Regions from separate parts of the Danio rerio genome. Here region 1 is linked to region 2. A link is a contact called in public Micro-C data. All regions are on one chromosome and are shown on one strand. The core of a region is the stretch at or near the end of the contact, and the rest is flanking DNA. Distances in the headings are between cores, read along the strand shown. Region 1 holds the start of sun2 (Sad1 and UNC84 domain containing 2). Region 2 overlaps rap1gapb (RAP1 GTPase activating protein b).

Region 1 (2,700 bases), core at 145-2,644, 170 kb before region 2:
GCTCCTGTAGACTATTTGTTTTAATAAAACAGTCATGATTTGGAATGAAAGCACCTATTATTTTTTCCCCCCACTACAAATCCTTAATCCTAATTCGGCTAATACTCTTGAGCAGAATTTAAATAAAACATGCCTGCATGTAAAACAAATTACTTGATGGCTAGTGGTGGGTGAAACGAGATGAAACAAGAAGCAAAATATTATCAAGTTCAAATATGAAGGTGTCAGCATCTCAGTTAGATCCTGTACAATTTAAATACACAATAGATGCTTTCAATGAAGCAAAAGATAGACTATTCATAATAAATGAGGCGAATGACACTACAGGCTTCAGCTTTCAAACTAAATCCCCCATCTTTAGATAATCTCACTAACAGCTATTTTAAACTGACAGTGTTGTCTCAACAGTTCAGATGTGCTCATTAGTTTCATCATTCAGTTTGTTATTTGATCTTTTTTATTATACATAATTAATGTTTTTTGTTAACTGGGGAACCTGTGAATCTATTTTCACAGTCCCATTACACCGTTGAGTATATACAAACTATTAAAAAACTAAATTTATCAATATTAATAGTATTTTATTATTAATACCACAGACATTTTGCACAATACATTTTGTTTTCACAATACATTTTTATTTCAGATTGTGTTCATTTTGACCAATACTCATTTTGTCATGCTAGCCTAAGCAAACTTCATATAATATAAATGTATCCATATTATGCTAACATTTAATGCATTTTATTGTTTACAACATTATCAGGAGTAACCATGCAAACCATTTAATACTGTGGTAATGATCTGGAGCCACAGAAGGGGGCAAAGTGAGTTTCCATTCTTACTTTACAAGACTTTGGCGGTTCTCTTGATATTTGCGCCAATTTCAACCACAAAGAGACGTTTCTTGGTTAAACGAGGTCATTTAAGTTTCCCTTTCCAATTGAAATGTTTTATTGGACGGAAGAGCACATACCTCATTGATGAATAACCACAAACAGACTTTCTAAATGAGATTCAACTAAACATTTGCAAATACGTTAACTGTTTACTAGCACATTCCTCTAAAGTGCTCCCTCAGCATCATCTCTTTAGCACGAATGATATGATGACTAGTAACATAAACACGCAACTTAACGATATATTTAAAACGTAAGTTTAGCGAATGTCTGTCTCACCTTCTTAGCGGGTCTCCAGGAAGACATGCAGCTTGTCAAAATCTATAGTCAAAACGCGATCCGTTCATCCGAAACGGCTCCACAATGACTGGGTAGCGAAGAAAAGAGCGGTGATACTCACGAGATGCGTAATACGTTACTCCCTTCGGTTACGCGGCTTTATAGCTAATTCAAAAGCGCTACGACAGGATGCTTTGAGGACGGAAGAAGAGCTCTTCTTATCAGGAAGGGTCTTTTGACAGTTGTCAGCTCCGCGGCTCCACCTCTCGTCGTCGTTTAGGGTTGTTTATAGAAAGATGATGTAGACTAGAAAGCAACGGCTACTGTCCTGCTGGCCTGCGCCATCTTGTGGACATTACGTTCAAAAGCTGCGTTTCACTCAATCGCAGAATTCATATAGTCGTTTTACCTAGCGATAAGGTCATTGTGTGTTTCTATTGTTGTTTTTCTTAACTTTAGATGGAGCTAAACTCACCCTTTTCGAGCAAATGACTATATGTAAACAAATATGGTGAACGGTTTGCAAAAATTCAGAAGTAAATAATGAACTACGTCACGCCTCGCTATCTGACAGAAATACAAACAGTAACGTTAGCGACGTAAAGCCTTCTGTCACCTCTGAGTTATGTTCACTAGTTTTGTTAATGAATACCCCTTAAACTCTTTTTTTTTTGCATACACTATTGTTAGAAATCACATGATACTGATGTATAAATTACCCAATGGCTGCTCATTATTAAGCTTTTTTTGGCAATCACAAGAGTAAATCTATGTTTAAAACTGTGTAAAATCAATTTTAATAATATACATTAAAATTATAGTTTTAATCTATATTTAACACTTTTTAAAATAAGGTTTCAGTTGTTAACATGAGTTGATTATAAAAAAAAAGCACTTGCCCCTATGAACCATTTTTTATTATAGCCTTTTAAAATTATTACCATGTTCTTTGGCAGATATGTTACCATTCATGTAACCACCGTTTTAGGCTAGTAAAAAACAATAGGCTATAAGGTTGTTGTAGCAAAACTGTGGTTAAGTTCAATGGTTTAATTGCAAAAACCATATTTGTTTGTTTGGCAGCCCCTTGTCTTGCATTTCAAACCATTTCTTATTTTGACCATGTCTGACATTGATCTTGAAAAGACCCAAAATAAAACTTTTAGCTAAATAGTTTTTTGCTATAAATTCTTAATAAATATTAGCTAACTCAGCATTATTTGTAAGAAAAACAAAAATAAATTTGTATGATAGTTTTTTTAATATGCATCTGGAAAGTATTCATTCATGTTTTCACTTTTTCCAATTTTTTTTTGTTACAGCCTTATTCCAAAATGGATTAATTTATTTAAGAGCACTTTACGGGTGCACGGTATATTTTTACCTTCTTTAAATATTTCTTATATATATTTTTACCCTTATATTTTTTTTAACCTGTTTTGACCGTATTATTTAAATATACATTTATTTACTGCACATTAGCTCTTCATAAGTGCAATATAAACAAGATCTTAACACATTT
Region 2 (2,700 bases), core at 119-2,618:
TCAAGGTTAAATGCACATATCTGATCTGCATTTACAATAGAGAATAATTACAGAAATGACGAATGTAGGAATAATAAAGAAATAATAAATCAGTTAATCAACAACTCTGATGATACTGAAAGGCCTGTCTCCTTCTCTCTGTTTTTACAATATAAGAACACTAAAAAGTTGTTCTTGTGTTATTCAGAGGCTCCTTACGGAACTTGAGGTGAAGTGCTTGCATGGAAATAAAAAATGTAGTGAATGATAAATGAATACGTAATCTGAATCAAGCTCTGTTTTATTTTTGATTTCTTCACAGTCCCTGATTATTCCTGGAAAAAGTCCAACACGTAAGAAATCCGGTCCGTTCAGTTCCAGGAGGAGCAGCGCCATTGGGATTGAGAACATACAAGAGGTTCAGGAGAGAAGGTACAAAATTAAAGAAGTTTGAGTATTGGGGAAAGCCATGTTATGAGAAGATTCAGAACAACATGGTTTAATACAGTATTTAAAAATATGTAATGATTCATTTTATACAAACAATGGCTTGAAAACACTTATATTCATTTATTATACTTTATTATTATAATGCTTTTCATCATTATTATTATTAACTTGTACTGTGTTTCTAATTACATTTTGTCTTCTTAAAATTCATGCTTATTATTTGAAAATGTGAATTTAAAATAAGGCACTGTGGTATTATTAAAATGTATAAAGTTGTTTTGTTGTCTTGTTATGACAAAAACACAAAAATATAACAAAGGGTGTGTTGTGAGATCAGAAAGTGTTCTGTCCATTCAATGTCATAGTAACAAGTTCATTCAAAAGTTAAAACATCATGTACTGTAAGAAGTAATTAAGAAGAGTTCATCGTTTCAGTAGTCGAGAGGTGTCCCCGAGTCCACAGAGGTCATCTGATGGTGGACACATCGCTCAGGAATTTCGGCTAGACAACTCGTCCAATCAGAGCTCACCTGAGATGGCAACCACTAAGATCGGGTGAGCAGAGCATTACTAAAAACACTGACTTCTGTTTGCAAGCAGTCGCACACTAATGCAGGATCCAGTTTTAACCACAAAATTTATAATCTGATCTTTACATGCACTGTATATACATATAATAAGTAGTTTTTTATGTTTTTAAAAGTTACAAATACTAAAAAGAATCACACTGATCTCAAACAGCAAATGCAATACCTTATACTAGCTTTACACTAGTAATGCTTTGTTTTTAATGCTTTTTTTTAATTTAATTTTTTTATTTGTCATCAATACCTGTAACTAAATATCCTCATATTTGAGTTTCATGTTCATATGCAGTATGTAAATAGACCGACCTGAGGTTATGGCGCTTATTCAAAGGGAACAATTGCAGTTACTCATGAACCGCTCCTTGTTTACTCTTTATTATGCTTGGCACAAAACCACTCCTAACTGCAAATAACAGATATTCATTTATTGTGTTTGAGCTCAAACGATTATTAGACCTTTACTAGTTGTTCAGTGAGTCATTAGTTGCACAACAACTTTGAAGTAATAATCACTAATCATAATATTATGCAATAGCAAAATACAGCCCAAGCAACACCTTTCAACCACACGGATGAAGCAGCTGGTTTCTGTTATAAGTCTGATGGTGGCAGTTTGCTGGAGTTTTTGTGCTCTTCACTTTAAAAAAATAGTTTTTTTAAGAGTTAAACATTTGAGTTTTTTGATTGAGCATTTTTATTACATTCAGCTGATTTCTGCCATAATCACTTTTAGCTTAGCATAAATCACTGAATTGACTTAGACCATAAGTCTTTCGCTTAAACCACAGGTGTAAAACTCAGTTCCAAAAGGGCTGCAGCTCAGCACAGTTTAGTTCCAACCCTATTTAAACACACCTGATCAAACTAATTGAGTCCTTCAGGCTTGTTTGAAACCTACAGTCAAGTGTGTTGGAGCAGTGTTGGAACTAAACTGTGCAGGGCTTCGGCCCTTCAGGAATTGAGTTTGACACCCCTGCTTAAGATTTAAAAAAAAGAGTTTTGGTAATTTTCCCATGTAAAGCTTCACTCTTCTATGGTTGCATTGTCTACTAAGAACAACGGAAAATGAAAAGTTGCTATTTTCCAGGCTCATATTCAATTAAATTCAAATTTAATTAATCTTTATTTGTATAGCGCTTTTGCAATGTAGATTGTGTCAAAGCAGCTTCACATACAAGATTAAAGTGGAACAGGGTAGTTCAGTTTTCAGTGTTTAAGTTCAGTTCAGTTTAGCTCAATTCAGTGTGATTTAATAATCACTACTGAGAGTCCAAACACTAAAGAGCAAATCCATCGATGCGCAGCTCTACAGATCCCGAACCGTGCAAGCTAGTGGCAACAGTGGCTAAAAAACTTCACCAATATGGCTATGATATTGCTACAAACTATACTCTCATTTTGCCTTAATAATCAAGGAACTCTGCTGTCAAACCATGAAAATAGGCTTAGAGTTATTAAAGTAAAACATTTGAGTTTTAGCATTTTTGAATCCATTCAGCTGACTTGTGGCATAATCACTTTTAGCTTAGCTTAGCATAAATCATTGAATTCGACCATTAGCATCTCGCTTAATCATCTTTTACAAGAGTTTTGGTAATTTTCCTCTTTAAAGCTTCACTCTGCTATGGTTGCATTGTCTACTAAGAATGACGGAAAATGAAAAGTTGCTATTTTCCAGGCCGAT

What was found. Hi-C and Micro-C count contacts between places; a contact is called where the count stands out from the background.
Region 1: a Micro-C map of caudal fin shows a contact between it and region 2, with 6 times the contacts expected there. The contact joins the promoter of sun2 here to the enhancer-like site in region 2. A contact is called at or near these places in 3 of 18 Hi-C or Micro-C datasets (caudal fin, hematopoietic stem cells and skeletal muscle).

What each region holds. Positions count from the first base shown.
Region 1 is chr6:50,570,110-50,572,809 of GRCz12tu, reverse strand. It overlaps sun2 (Sad1 and UNC84 domain containing 2), which reads right to left and starts at 1,394. Exons shown (of 18, transcript XM_001919656.8): 1 at 1,179-1,394. All of the region lies in intron 1 of rap1gapb (RAP1 GTPase activating protein b), which reads left to right.
Region 2 is chr6:50,403,494-50,406,193 of GRCz12tu, reverse strand. rap1gapb (RAP1 GTPase activating protein b) reads left to right here. Exons shown (of 24, transcript XM_073954599.1): 18 at 302-411; 19 at 865-984. Among named protein-coding and RNA genes, the nearest start is that of padi2, 32 kb to the right of the region's middle. Within about 2 kb of position 1,368, at least 3 of the 62 cell types and tissues checked have an H3K27ac peak or open chromatin away from gene starts, as enhancers often do. A contact at or near this core is called in caudal fin, where this site is marked.